Linked DNA regions of Mus musculus: all the other regions are linked to region 2. The links are chromatin contacts, called in public Hi-C and HiChIP or PLAC-seq maps. All regions are on one chromosome and are shown on one strand. Each heading gives the region's core, a stretch centred on a gene start, on an enhancer-like site or on the middle of the called end of the contact. The rest is flanking DNA. Distances are from core to core; before and after follow the strand shown. Region 1 overlaps Cd101 (CD101 antigen). Region 2 has its middle 75 kb from the start of Cd2. Region 3 has its middle 9.4 kb from the start of Igsf3. Region 4 overlaps Ptgfrn (prostaglandin F2 receptor negative regulator). Region 5 overlaps Ptgfrn (prostaglandin F2 receptor negative regulator).

What was found. HiChIP or PLAC-seq counts read pairs in DNA pulled down with a chosen protein or histone mark. A called contact is a pair of places that touch in the nucleus more often than the background predicts.
Region 1: a RAD21 HiChIP or PLAC-seq map of pro-B cells shows a contact between it and region 2, with 4 times the contacts expected there. The contact joins two enhancer-like sites. A contact is called at or near these places in 2 of 15 datasets of contacts at CTCF or cohesin (large pre-B cells and pro-B cells), 4 of 484 Hi-C or Micro-C datasets (bone marrow-derived macrophages, nephron progenitors, regulatory T cells and 1 more) and 4 of 115 datasets of contacts at active chromatin or transcription factors (bone marrow-derived macrophages, embryonic stem cells and stem cell-derived neural progenitor cells).
Region 3: a contact with region 2 is called in an HNF4G HiChIP or PLAC-seq map of pancreatic cancer cells. The contact joins two enhancer-like sites. A contact is called at or near these places in 2 of 115 datasets of contacts at active chromatin or transcription factors (embryonic stem cells and pancreatic cancer cells) and 1 of 9 other capture datasets (adipose tissue).
Region 4: a Hi-C map of uterus shows a contact between it and region 2, with 2.9 times the contacts expected there. The contact joins two enhancer-like sites. A contact is called at or near these places in 4 of 39 promoter capture datasets (the 3T3-L1 cell line, the C10 cell line, HPC-7-derived erythroid cells and 1 more), 1 of 484 Hi-C or Micro-C datasets (uterus), 3 of 115 datasets of contacts at active chromatin or transcription factors (all in embryonic stem cells) and 3 of 9 other capture datasets (adipose tissue, embryonic stem cells and pancreatic islet).
Region 5: a contact with region 2 is called in an HNF4G HiChIP or PLAC-seq map of pancreatic cancer cells. The contact joins two enhancer-like sites. A contact is called at or near these places in 3 of 115 datasets of contacts at active chromatin or transcription factors (embryonic stem cells and pancreatic cancer cells) and 3 of 9 other capture datasets (adipose tissue, embryonic stem cells and liver).

The regions. Positions count from the first base shown.
Region 1 is chr3:100,992,510-100,995,209 of GRCm38.p6, reverse strand. Cd101 (CD101 antigen) reads left to right here. Exons shown (of 9, transcript NM_001167906.2): 9 at 1,316-2,700. The coding sequence ends at 1,545. Among named protein-coding and RNA genes, the nearest start is that of Ttf2, 24 kb to the right of the region's middle. Within about 2 kb of position 1,394, at least 95 of the 459 cell types and tissues checked have an H3K27ac peak or open chromatin away from gene starts, as enhancers often do. A contact at or near this core is called in pro-B cells and regulatory T cells, where this site is marked.
Region 2 is chr3:101,211,153-101,213,852 of GRCm38.p6, reverse strand. No RefSeq gene overlaps it. Among named protein-coding and RNA genes, the nearest start is that of Cd2, 75 kb to the left of the region's middle. Within about 2 kb of position 1,297, at least 163 of the 459 cell types and tissues checked have an H3K27ac peak or open chromatin away from gene starts, as enhancers often do. A contact at or near this core is called in adipose tissue, pancreatic cancer cells, pro-B cells and 2 more, where this site is marked.
Region 3 is chr3:101,366,325-101,369,024 of GRCm38.p6, reverse strand. No RefSeq gene overlaps it. Among named protein-coding and RNA genes, the nearest start is that of Igsf3, 9.4 kb to the left of the region's middle. Within about 2 kb of position 1,419, at least 53 of the 459 cell types and tissues checked have an H3K27ac peak or open chromatin away from gene starts, as enhancers often do. A contact at or near this core is called in pancreatic cancer cells, where this site is marked.
Region 4 is chr3:101,044,436-101,047,135 of GRCm38.p6, reverse strand. It overlaps Ptgfrn (prostaglandin F2 receptor negative regulator), which reads left to right. Exons shown (of 9, transcript NM_011197.3): 8 at 1,387-1,692. Among named protein-coding and RNA genes, the nearest start is that of Cd101, 16 kb to the right of the region's middle. Within about 2 kb of position 1,260, at least 52 of the 459 cell types and tissues checked have an H3K27ac peak or open chromatin away from gene starts, as enhancers often do. A contact at or near this core is called in adipose tissue and uterus, where this site is marked.
Region 5 is chr3:101,069,193-101,071,892 of GRCm38.p6, reverse strand. The region is part of intron 4 of Ptgfrn (prostaglandin F2 receptor negative regulator); the gene reads left to right. Among named protein-coding and RNA genes, the nearest start is that of Gm52612, 38 kb to the left of the region's middle. Within about 2 kb of position 1,417, at least 120 of the 459 cell types and tissues checked have an H3K27ac peak or open chromatin away from gene starts, as enhancers often do. A contact at or near this core is called in adipose tissue and pancreatic cancer cells, where this site is marked.

The DNA of each region.
Region 1 (2,700 bases), core at 145-2,644, 220 kb after region 2:
GCCTCCAGGAGCTCACAGTACCTATCACGAGCAAATGTCTGGGCTCTCTCTTGATTTCCAGTGAAGAGGCAGTCTTTGACGTGTAAAGTGCTTCAGAGAGGCCCCAAGGGGTCTTTTCTTTTGCACTTGGAGGTTGGTCAGAACGACCTATCAAAACTGTTTTATCACTGGGAATCCATAGTCTCGGAAATTGTATAGCTTAACCTTTGAAGAAGAGAGGTCTCCTGTCGTTAGTTTCCCAAGCAAAGCACAGCTGCTGTTAGCATCGGATTGTTCAGAATAGCCCTGATTTCAAATAGTTCAGAAATGTAGTTGGAAGAGTGCAGTGAGTGGTTGGTACCACTTTACACATGTGGCTTTCTGCTGAATGCCTGTAACCCAGGCCTTTAGCCATTAGCCCAGGGTACCATTTCCGAGGACCTGTGGTGGCCGCAGTCCTCTCTGCTTTGCCTCTCTGGGAAATGACCAGGAGCCCCAATGCCCCACATGTCAGTCTGTTGATGGTGCCTCCCATCGGCCTGCAGCTGCGGAGGATCGGAGGATCGCATGCTTTGGCGTGCCTCTCTGTATGGTGGCTTTGACTCTGTGGCGGCATTCAGTTTGGTTTAAGATCACCAAAGGCAGGAACCCAGGACACTTAGCCATTCTCAGTCCAGGGAAGAAAGGAGCCGAAACAAAGGGCTGTGTGACAAGGAGGGGTGAGCACGGGACCATGCAAGAAGTCTGGGAGAAGTGAGATCCAACCAGACAGGGACTGTGCCCAGTGGCTTAGATACAGGAAGTGAGAATTGAGCATAGTGGGGCAAGGAGTCAGGACCCGGGATAACCTATATGTCATGGGTCAGGGGCAAAAGTGCCCTCCTTCATAGGCACAGCTGTTACTGAGGACAGCTTAGTGCACTGTGAGTTTCAGAAACAGCAGTGGGAATATCTCAGTTAAAAATTCAGAGCCAGCCACACAGTTGAGAACGAGAACTGAATTATACATATCTTTTCTGAGGGAAGAAGATTAAAGGAAAGGTTTTCTTTCTCTCTCTTCTTTTTTTTTTTGTTTTGCTTTTCTTTTTTGGCTGGTGGTTGTAAGTAGGTCATTGGCAGCTGTACAGCTGCAATGGCCGGGCAGGGGGAAGAGGTGTGTGTTGGGAATGTCCTGGGCCTGTTCTTCCAGTGCACTTGCAGGGCGAGAGGCCTGTGCCATTCCACCTTGTCATCTACACGGACTTGCCGATAATGATGTGTAGGGAGACGTACTCGCCTGCTCGGCCCCGATCGTTGGGACACTGATTGATTGTCTTCTGTGTTTCTCTGGTTGCAGAGCCCACGGTCTCCTCCCTGATCTGCTCCTCGGGGCCCTTGCTCCACTTCCTCATCGTCTGCCCCTTCGTCATGCTGCTCCTTCTGGCCACGTCCTTCCTCTGCTTGTACCGGAAGGCCAGGAAGTTGTCACAGCTGAGTCTCAGTGCAAAGAAAGAAAAGGCTCTCTGGGTGGGCATGAGAAAGACATCACTTCAGAAGGAAGCTGGAGAGGAGAGTGGACACTACTGAGGAGCACCTGGGCTGGAGAAAGGAGCGTGGAGGGATTGGGTTGGAGCGTGGAGGATGAATGAATTCTGTTTTAGACCTTGGCCAAGTTACCAAGGGACCAGAAGGGATGTGCCATGGACATAGATTGTTAACCATATCTTGTCGAGTGTTTCTTTGTGTAGCAACCATTTTTTTTTCTTTGCATCCTTCAGAAGCAGATAGTGTCATTGTCCCCACTCACACAGACCTCACCTCCTGGAGGTCCAGCCTCATCTGGAAAGAGAGGAACACCAGCTGTCGAGCCTTCCTTCCTCTCTCATTCCTCTCCCACTCATCTATTCCCTTGGCAACATCAGCTTGGCCCAGTCACAAGGGAAATCATTTTTCTCTAGATAAGAAATGTAGGAAAAACCGGGTGTCGGCAAAGCCGGAGGGATTGAGAGCATGGACTGGCTTGCCTGAAATCGGACTCCCCCAATCATTATGTAATTTTTTCTAGGCAGAAATCCGATGTTTTTTCTCCAACCCCCCTTTACAAATGCCCGCTGAAAAGTGTAAGAGTCGTTGTCTAATCAATATCGGCGCTTTGACAAAAGGGTAATGTGTTACAGCCTTTTGGAAGTTTTCATTTGGCTTCCTGCTTTTATAATTGGGGATGCTTTTTGTTTCTGTTTTTATGATGTCAAGGAAAGGCCTTGGGATACAGCCCTAGGCCAGCCTTGAACTTGATCTCACTGTCTAGCCCTACACTGTACAGTCTGGACCGTCCTCCACCTTACAGCCCTCTTCCCCCCACCAAGGCCAGCCTCCAAGGGCTGGGATTCAAAGCATGCATTGGCACTGGTCGGTGCTGTGCATGTCTTTAATCCCAGCACTCAGGAGATAGAAGTGTATGAATCTCTACACTCAAGGCCAGCCTGGTCTACAGACTGAGTTCCAGGAAACCCAGGCAGGGCTACACCGAGAAACCCTCTCTTGGAAAAAGAAGGAGGAAGAAGAAAAGGAGGAGGAGGAGGAAGAGGAAAGGGAGGGTGAGGAGAGCAGGGGCATTGGCATGCTTGGTTTAAGAGATAGTAAGTCATCGTTGAAGAGCATCCTTCTTCCCATACAACAGTGTTCTACTCAGCCCCCAAGGCCTCCTATCTCCTTCACACACACACACACACACACACACAC
Region 2 (2,700 bases), core at 48-2,547:
GAGATGAGAAGAGGGAGAGAAAAGGGGGGGGGAGAAAATAGCAGAGGAAGAAAGGAAGGGAGGGAAAGAAGAGAGGGAAGGGATAAAGGAAGGCAGGCAGGAAAGACTTGCTAAATATCTAAGCTGTTCTGATTAGAGAGCATTGTGTGGGGGCACTGAGCTCCATGCTGTGTGGGGGCACTGAGCTCCATGCTGTGTGGGTGTACTGAGTTCCACTCTGAGTGGGGGTACTGAACTCCATGCTGTGTGGAGGTACTGAGCTCCATGCTGTGTGGAGGTACTGAGGTCCATGCTGTGTGGAGGTACTGAGGTCCATGCTGTGTGGAGGTACTGAGCACCATGCTGTGTGGAGGTACTGAGCTCCATGCTGTGTGGAGGTGCTGAGCTCCATGCTGTGTGTGGGTGCTGACCCCCATGCTGTGTGGGGGTACAGAGATCCCCACTGCAGAAGTACTAATGCTGGAGCTGGCTGGCGGCCACCTGTCAAGGAGATAGCGTTCTTAAGGGATGACGACTTCCGTCCACCTGTGAGTCAGCATTTTGTGAGGAGAAAACAGGGTTGAGCAAAGAGGGACACCTGCTAAGGGAAGAGGCCTTGCTTTTGAGGATGGGATGGAAAGAGGCCTGTAGGGACAGAAAGCTGCTTCTCAGAGGCGGCTGTCAGCCTCCCTGGGGACACCCTTCCAAACACAGCACAAAGAAAAATCAAGAGACATTGGCCTCCAGCCGGCTGGCCAGCTCCATGGTTCTCTCAATCCAGAGACAGAAACGTGGCACTAGGAAGTCCCCGTAGTCCTTTAAAATCCCCATCATCAGCTGGGATTCTGCCCTTCACTCTGATTGGCCAGAAATGACCTCACTACCTCTCACTGGAGCCCGGGCTGCCCCCATTACCCCCCCCCCCACACACACACACACACTCTGGCCCAGTCCCCCTGACTGCAAAATGACAGCATCACTAGCTGGCCATGTAGCCCTGGCCTCAAGTTCACAGTTTCTGGTGGTCTGAGGTCTAGAGACCCCTGGGCTTCTCTGGGCTTCTTCCCTGACTTCATTAGCCATTCAGATTTATGCAGACTTCTCCCTGCTACGTTAATATTCTGTTTCCCTTTCTCTCCACTCTGCTTTTAGCGGATATTTTCCCAAACGGCCTCACACCCACTAGCAGTGTGGTGGACAGCTGGGTATGGGGACCACAGGGGCGCCTGTGCACAGATGGAGCTGGTGGAGGGGCCAGGAAGGTACCCTTCACTCCACCCGCCCTGCCCCGGGCGCCTGGAGCCCAGCTGCTGAGTGAATCAGCCAAGAGTAGGAGGGGAGGCAGGAGAGGCCCCACCAGCCAAGGCTAAACACAGACCTGGCCTCCCCTGGTGCTCTGTGGATTAGGGCCTTTCCTGCCTCTTTCCTGTGTATGTTCTCACTTAGCAGTTTGTCACAGGTCCCCCAGCCACCCCGGGGGGCCTAGTTCTCCATCCATGTTACACAGTTTGTCTTCCTTCTCGATAGACCTGTGTGGGGTGGAAGGCGGGGGGTGGGGGTGGTGGTGGTGGTGGGGTGGGGGAAGCTCCTACAATGTGACCTATCCTTTTCTTCTGCACCTTTCACAATGGGTGACAAGGCCCGGCCAGCAGGGTCTAGGATCTTCTTAAGAATTTACAGCCTGAGCCCTCAGGAGATTGGAGCTCTGCCAAAGCCATAAACTTCGTTCAAAGTGCTGTGTGATGGTTTATGGTGGGAGGCAGACACAGCTTCTTGGCCCTGGGCCTGCCCTCTCATTACAGAGTCTTTCTGTCAGCCATTCTGTTCAGATCCTTCACCCATGGGTGGGCAGGAGTGCTAAGCCACAGGTAGCAAGCAGGTTTAGAGCCTATATCCTGGGGGTCCTCACTCGCAGACATCCTCCCATAACCTAGTACTCAGTGCCCAAGTCCTTACAAATACCAAGGTCTTGACATGCTCAGCTTTTAATGTGCCCAAGTCCTCACAGGCTGGAGCCCCTCAAAGCTGAGGCCCAACACATCCTGCTATTACATGGCCTGGTGCTCCCATGATGCTCCTCCCCCGCCACAGGTGCTCACGCACTATGGTGCCCACCTCGTGCCCTTACACTCAGGTCTTCCCATAGTGAAGTGCTTACATATCCAGGTCCTCACAGACCCAGGTTCTAATGCACTCTAGGTTTTATTCATATGCTCAGATGCCTTCATGCTTGGGTCCCCCACACCCAGGTACCCCCATAACCCAGCTCTTCATCTGCCGTGGTTAATCCTGATTGTCACCTTGACTGAACCAAAAGTCACCTAGGAAAGGACCCCTGTTGTTCCTTCGCTCAGGTCCCTCACACATCCTCGAGTTCTCACACCCCGGGGCCTCACAGACCTAAGTGCACTCCCCAGAGCACCCACACTCAGGTGCATACTCACCAGAGTCTTAAAGACCCAGGACCCCCACTCATCCAGGCCTTAGCCTCATCTGTGTCTTCACATGTCTAGCTATTCACACACCAAGAGTCCATGCAGCCTGTCAGGGACAATCACAGAACGTCCAGAGCAGGGCACACATCCCTATCCAAGGTAAACCATCTAGGAGGGTGAGGAGCTTCCCTGGTGCCCACTGTCTACTAGGAATCTGCAATTGAACTTCAAAAGCAGCCTTTGGGGGACAAGACCACGAACAAGTTTCCTAGAGAGGGCATCCGCG
Region 3 (2,700 bases), core at 170-2,669, 160 kb before region 2:
AGGCAGTCCTAGGGGCTGGAGAGATCACTCAGCAGTTATGAGCACCGCTGCTCTTCAGAGGACCCACATTTGGTTTGGGCCAAACCCTACATCAGGCAATTCACAGCTACCTGTGCTTCTGGGATCCAATGCCTTCTTCTGGCTTCCACTGATACCCACAGCATGCAGCATACAGACGCACAGAGGTACACACATACAGAAACATAGAAATCTTAATGAAAACAAAATGAAACAAAAATGGCTGTCTTGATTTCTATCCCTGTGGGACTCTGTTTCTGTGTGCTTCTCTGTTTATTATGTCTTCCCAGGAGGATGGAAGCTCGGGGTACCTAGTTCTGTCTTGCCTGGTTCTCCAGGGTATGCTCAACATTGAAAATCAAGGCTAGTGCACAGCCTGTGCTCAACAAATGCTAGTCAAATGAATCAGTAAAGTCTAGCTGGGGAGAGAGATGACAAGTCAGCAAAGAGAGGTGATCTCGAAGCTGGATGTGGTGGCATCCAGGAGGCAGAGGCAAGGGAATCTCTGAGTTCAAGGTCAGCCTGGTCTACAGCAAGCTCCAGGTCATCTGGGGCTATATAGTGAGACCGTGTTTTTTTAAAAAGAGAAGTTCAAACAATGTTTGCAGAAACACAAACCTCTACTAGGATGGATGGGGGCGCTTTCATGGTAAGAGGCCAATTAGAGAAAGTTAGAGTGGTGGGAATGATGGGGGCTGGAGGGAGGTATGGGAGGAAGGCAAAGGCAAGTCATGTGGGTCTTGGGGGATTCTGGGTTTTGTCCTGTGTGGGGATGGAGGCATGTGGGGGTGGGGGGAGGACCATCAGATACTTCAGAGCCGTGATGTGGCAAGGCTTGATTTATGTTTGAGTGCTCACTGTCTTCCATTCTATCTCAGGACAAGCCTGGAGTAAGTACTGTGCCAGTTTAGGTTAGCCTAGGCTACGCAGTTGAGACCCTGACTCAAACCAAACCAAACCAAAAGAACCATCCCCAACAGGGTGTACACGTTTGTAAAGCACCCTTTAGACAGGACCCTCTGAGGCTGCCACATGCTTAGGAAAGACTCAGGCTTCCTCCAGTGGGCTCTGAGCATCTCCCCAGACTCCTTGGTTGCTCCCCAACTTCCCTATGCTCTTGGTTCTGCCTGTCATGAACTGGAGTTGCCAGTCAGCTGTGGTTTCTGAGCCATGCCTGTGCACGCGCCAGGTATTCTGTGAGGTGAGTGTTGCCTTCTGAGGCTGCTGGCACTAGCTTGGCAAACTCTCACCCTTTTTATGGGTGGGAAAAAAAACCAAAAACAAAAAACCACCTCTCCTCCCCTTCTTCCGGAGTGAGTTCATGTCTTCACCAGCTCTGTGCTCGGCAGAGATGTCCAGGGCCGTGCCTTGCCATTGACTTAGGCTCTTTGTTTAACATGTGGTTTTTCCTGATAAGTTTCTCGAGGTCGGAGACTGCCCACGGTAGCTGTGTAAGCATGCAGGCACTCAACGGAAGCATTACAGAATGGATTCGGGATGATTAACTGATCCCATGAACGAGTGCCCTTGAACTTACTTTCACCATAGAGTGGGCCGCTAGCCCCCGGGCTCTATGATGCTTAGATAGCTGGGGTAAGGAAATCTTGTAAGTTTTCAAGTTGGATGACTTGACCACAGTATCTGACTCCCTCCTTCTTAGCAGCTGTGGGAGGTGATTCACACAGACACTCGTGATCAGACTTTTTGTTTTGACTTGTACAAAGAACTTTAATTACTGATCGCTCTCTTTAGTTCATCTATCAAAGCTGGGAAGGACCATGTGCTGGGGATCTTCAAATCTCATACCCAGCCTAGTCTCAGGAGGGCTTGGGAAATAACTGGCAGCAGGGGCAGCGGAACCCTCCCCCTCCCCCTCCCCTCCCCTCCCCCTCCCCCTCCCCCTCCGCCAGGCTCCAGTGCTGCCTGGTGCTTAGGAGCCCATACATGGACCTTAAGTTCACAGTGCAAATGATACCATGTGGATGCCAACAAGCTTTCCCCAAAGTCACTTGTAATTTTCACAATACCCAGCGATCCCCTCAGCATCCCCTTCTCTTTACTTACTTGTGATTTGCTATTTATGGATGGGGGCTGGGGAGCCACAGAAAAGGAAGAAGATTGCTGGGAAAAGAAAGGGCAAAGCAGAGGAGAATTGGAAGGGGCCAATGCAGAGAGGATCAGGAGGGACGGAAAAGAAGAGAAGAGGAGGAAGAGCAAAGGAGAGAGGGAGGGAAGGAGGGAGGGAGGGTGGGAGGGAGGGAGGGAGGGAGGGAGGCTTGAAGTAACCACGGATCTGTGAAATATGTCTCAAGTATTTCAAACTCAGCAGGGACCTCACAGCAGATCTTCCACAATTAATTGCCCAGAGAATCCAGCACAAAACAAAGCCATTTTTTTAGCGATCGCTCATATGATAACCCAAATGCAGGAAATGCTATTTTTCTCCAGACTCTATCAACTACAGCCATCTGTCTTGGTCCTGAGCTGTTCAAATGCATTTTTTTCCTTCACATGTGAGTGAGTCTCTCTCTCTCTCTCTCTCTCTCTCTCTCTCTCTCCCCACACACACTTGGTGTGTGTGTGTGTGTGTGTGTGTGTGTGTGTGTGTGTGTGTGTGTGTGATCAACAGCAGGGCCAAAATACCCTTTACTACAGCCATGGCTGCCTTGTGAAATTCCTCAG
Region 4 (2,700 bases), core at 11-2,510, 170 kb after region 2:
TAACCACTGAGCTATCTCTCCAGAGCCCTGTTAATTTGCATTGTGCAATAAACTAACATGGCTTGTTCAGGTCATGTGGCCAGTAGGTACTGGGATTCTGGCCCAGGCTAGCCACCTTAGCATCCTATGATGCACAAGAGAATGACGTAATGGCAGCACCTCTATGCTTTATCATTGGTAGCCACTCTAGACTCCCTGAGTTTCCCTGGGTAGCAGAGCCCACTCCGCCCTGGCACTGAGGGGGAATAGGCAGTCCACAGCACCTTCTGCATTCCCACCAAGCTGGTCTCAGAGACTTACCTGCTGAGAATTGTTTATGCTGAGGGGCCCCTGGGGCAGGTGGAGGAGAGAGGGGATCTGCTTTAGTAGTGGAGTTATCATTGGGACCTGTTTGGAAATGCCCACTTTGAGTTGAGCTCCCTTCTGTCTTACATGGGTCTGGATGACATCTGTTTGCCTTAGAATGTGTTTTTGAAGTTATTAATGTACTTTGCCTGAATGAATAACTATTGTTTTTTTGTTGTCCAGCAAAAGCTGACATATAAAAGGTCCCGGGCCAGGGTTGTAGCTCCAATAGAACACTTGCCCAGCACGGCACTGGGTTCAGTCCTCGGTGTTTTTTTTGAAAAAGGAATTTTGCCAAGCAGGTTTAAGATGTGACTGTGTTTCTGGTCCACAGTCCCCACATGCCTTCTGGATGAAACCTGAAGCTCAGTAGCTGGCTTGGGTTGGTCCAGTCAGGGTGGGGATGAGGGTCTGGGTTTAGCATGTGGCCTCAGTTTCCACATTGTGTAAATTAATCCTGTACCATCCTCTTTCTCTTCTGCCCGTTGTCGTTTATTTGAGGCTGTTAGAACCTCAGTTTCACAGAGAACTTCATGATCCACTAGCTTTACTCTCTGGGACTATTAACTGTGTTCAGTTTTCTCAGCTTGATTTTCTTTTTTTTTACCCCTCTTATTTTGAACTTAAATACTTCTACAAGGGGGAAGAAAAAAATAAAACAGCACAAACCACAGTGAACAATAAAATCCAAGCTGTCTACAACTTCAAATCTGGTACAATTTATTTTATGTGCGGTCTTTGGTTCTTCTGCGTGAAGTGCTCGGGGACCCTGCACGCCATGCCCAGCCTTCACACACAGGGCTGTCTGTGGCCCCAGATCTTCTTTCTGTGGTTCTTTAGGGTGGGAGTGGTCAGGCTAGACACACTACTATCTGTAGCTGTGTGACCTTGGCACAGGGGAGGCTGTGATATCATCACAGGCTGCTTGGAGGTTCGTACAGAACAGACCTGGCCAGGAGCGTGTAAGGGTTGCACACACAGGAGCGTGTACATCGTTTCTGCTCACACTCTGACCTCAGCATTTGGCTCCGTAATCCACAGATGACATGGCCTTCGATGTATCCTGGTTTGCGGTACACTCTTTTGGCTTGGACAAGGCTCCCGTCCTCCTCTCCTCCTTGGACCGGAAGGGAGTCGTGACGACAGGCCAGAGGGACTGGAAGAGTACTGTCAGCCTGGAGCGAGTGAGCGTGCTGGAATTCTTGCTGCAAGTGCATGGCTCTGAGGACCAGGACTTTGGCAACTACTACTGTTCTGTGACTCCCTGGGTGAGGTCACCGACAGGTTCCTGGCAGAGGGAAGCCGAGATCCACTCCAGGCCCATCTTTATAACTGTGAAGATGGACGGTGAGCTCTCCCGCTCTGGGTATCTAAGTATCTTCCCGAGTTGTACTGCAGCACATACATTCAGGCTTCTAGAGTTTGGTCCACCTTGTGTTTCCTCTAGGGCCTGGCTCAGGCCAAAGCGGTTTTGCAAGTTGCTGCCTTTGCAGTCCTGGCCTGGTAACACCACTGGGGAAGGACTTTTAGGAGCCTTGGCTCCTCTGTGATTCAGTGGAAGCCCACTTCCCCATATCCTAAGGTGGACATGGCTTCTGAGATGTGGGGGCAGAGAGGTCTCCAGGTGAGGCTGTGGATTAAAGACTGACAGTTCTTGCTTACCTGCTGTTTCTGAGATGTGGTCTCATAAGTCCCAGGGTTGCCTCAGATCCACTGTCTAGCCCAAGGCTGACCTTAAACTCCTGATATTCTCACCTCTACCTCCCATCACCTATTGTTTTATTTCTTGGAAAAGGAAGGCTTCCCGTAGCCTCTAGCAGAGTGGAGACCTCTTGGAACCCTACAGTAGTGTAGTAGAGTGTCTCTACTGACACATACCAAACCTGCCCCACCCAGACCAGCCTAACTAGTCAGACCTCTGTCCCCTACCCCCAGCACCACCCCCACGCCTCCCTGAGCTGGTCCCTAAGAAATGAGTCTGCCCCATGAAAGCTTCCGAGTGCTCGGCTGCTCAGAACAACTGTGTGGAGAGAATGAAGTCCACATGCTTAAGGGTGAGAAGCTTTGTCCGAGGGGGTTTCCCTAGCGGCCATGCAGTCTGAGGAGAGGGACCTTTGAACTCCAGCTCCTCCTTGCTTCGTTTTCCTGTCGGGTGACTTTTTCTGAGGCGTCTACTTATAGTTGTCCCAGATGAGGAGGTCTGTGACTGACCAGAAAAACAATTCCACCCAAGTCCAGTTTGGTGAGCCCGTGAGTGTATAGCATGACGGGCGGATGGGTAGAATCCAGGCAGCGAGAAGACTCCCCAGCCCCCACCCCACTCCGCCATACTCACCAGTAATCACTAACCACATA
Region 5 (2,700 bases), core at 168-2,667, 140 kb after region 2:
TGTTCTCCCTGCTGTGCCCACTTTATCCTGCTTGCTCTTTGGTATCCCTGCTTTGTCATCTATGTGATCCTACCATGTCTTACATGAGATTGCTGGCTTTGACCTGATCTCTTTCCTGTAGTGCCCCTGGTCTTTTTTCTTATGCATCTGACCATGGGGAGGAATGTGTAGTAGCTCCTTTTGTTCAAGGGTGGTAATGGCCTTGATCATTCAATTCAGCTTAGGTGGGAGGGGCTGGTGGGGTGTGGCTGGCTCCCCACCTGCTTCATTTCCACAGTGGTCAGCCTATGGTCAGCTCTTCACTGCCCTCACAGGGCTTTGAGCCCTGACAAAGACACTTGATTTGTCTTTGATTAAGGAGGCAACACTGATCTTTAAAGGGCAGTAAAAGACTTCATCCTCTGTCTGATGCTAACCCTCCTCCTACATGTGCATGTCTCCAGCTCCTATGGAATTCTTCTCTGTCTTATATAGAGGTCCTATGCTGGCTCAAGGGTGCACTCCCTGTCTGTCTGTCCCTAAGAAATGGATGGGAACTTGTGAATGGTAGTACGGTGCAAGGGAAAGCATCCTTAGAGAGTAAGCGGTAGGGAAAGGCTAGTTGGGACTGAGACTGGGGGGGGGGTGGTAGCCCTGTGAGCAAAGTGGGGCTTTGATATCTAAAGAGCGAAAGGAGCAGGCTTATCTGCTTTCATTCCTGCAGTCAGGAGCCTGCGCTCCGAGGCGCTCTGTGAAGTCCTGGGCTGGAACAATGTTGGCCCAGCCAGGACTCTCCTTAGCAACCTTCAAAATAAAACAGATGTTGTCAGCACCAAGAGAAGAGTTTTCATCTCTGGAGTTGAATCTGTCTCACAGCTCTGATCCTGGTGCATTGTGTGGTGCTGTCAAATCCCCACTCTGGCTTCCTCCCCTCCCCGCCCCCTCCAACTTCTGAGTCCTAGCTCTGGGATTTTTTTTTTTTTTTGTGAAAATTCTGCCTGCACTCCAATTCTGAGGGTTTCTTTGAAGTCCTGGTGTATTGATCCCACATACCCTGGGGGAAGTACAGGCACTGTCAGACATCAGGGGCAAGCTCTGGGAGGGAACGGGCTTTGTAACTGAAGGGATTTGTTGGTGACGTGTTCTCCAGAGACTGAGGGGAAATAAAGAGGCTAAACTGTGGGAAAGACTCCCTGATTATCCTAAGGGTCCTGCCACTCGTTTTCCTGCAGAGTGCCGGTGCCATTGTGAAAGACATGAGTGCACATCTCCAGTGCATGCATGGAGCCCCAGAGCTTCTGTGTGCTTTACACAGACTAGGCCTGCCCCAACATATAGATAGCGTAAAACCCATGCATCCAAACCCAGAACTGTATGCAGGCATGACCGTGGCTTAGAGTATGCAGAGGCCCTTGCATAATTGTGAGCTCACCAGGAGTGTAAACATTATAAAAACAACTGTGTTCTTCTCTGTCTTCCTCTTAAGCCTTCACCCCGGTCTCTGTGACTCATGGTTTGCAGCTGCTTGGACGCTTGTCAGGAGACGAGTCGGGCCTGAGTACAGCCACAGGCCTTTAGTCACAGTCTGCAGACTGCATTCTCTGCCCAGAAACTGAGGCAGCTGACTGACCCTACATGTTTTCTCTAGAAATGTAATTTGTGCATGCCATCAAATACAACTCGGGCCTGTATAAGATAATGAAGATGTGACACACACACACTCACAGACACACACACACACAAAGCCAGGAACACAGCTGACCTGCTAAGTATAGAGGTCATCCTAGGTAGGTGATGTGGACTGTTGTCTCTTAGAGAGTGGGATCCTCGTGCCCATGTGATGCAGCACTTGGTTTTGCACTTGACACATTGAGAATTCTAATTACCATTTATTGAACACCTTTTCCAGGCCCTGACGGAGAACTTTATATGTATTAAATGGTCAGGTGGGAAGTGCTTATGATCATCTTTGGGAAGGAGACTCTTCCCCCATTGGCTAATTCTGGTTTCTTGTCTGGGATGGCTTAGAATTGTGGCTTTAGTTGAATCTGTCCTAGGCATTGTCTTCGTGTATGGGGAATGTCTTTGGCCTTGGAAGTCAGCTCTACCTCCTGAGACAACCAGTCCCAAGTCCTAAAGATGGGCTGTTCCTGTTGTCCCAGTTGATGACGGGGTGGGAACTGTCTTAGCCCATTGTCTTACATGGGCCTACTATCGATGGTCTGAGAAATGAACAACCCTTTGCAGCAGGGTGGGAGGATCTGGTGAATTTTTGTAAGAAGGTGAGAGAAAGGCCTTTTGCTAAGATTTGTATTCCTCTTTGAAGAAGGAAAAGCTCTAGTTGGTTTGCAAAATGAAGAACAAAGCAACAGACATAAAGAAATAATCAAGATCAAAAGAGGCAAAGAGAATCCAAGAGCAGTTATTGCTTGGGATGAGTTAGTTGAGTGGTTGGCATGAATTTGTTGCTGCATTTGAGCACCAAATTTGTAGAGTTTTGAAGGCGAGACAAAAAGAGATGTTCTTATCCAGTTGTCTGAGAAAGAAAACATAAACTTTTGGAGAGGCAAACTTTTTCTTGGCACTGAATTTATCCCATGTTTTTTTCATTTTGGGGTGGAGGTGGGGGCAGTGGATAATTTAATGGCTAGTGCCCACAACTGTTCTTTTACCAAAGGCCTTCAGTGATTGTTCAAATGTATGTTTCTTATACCCATGCTC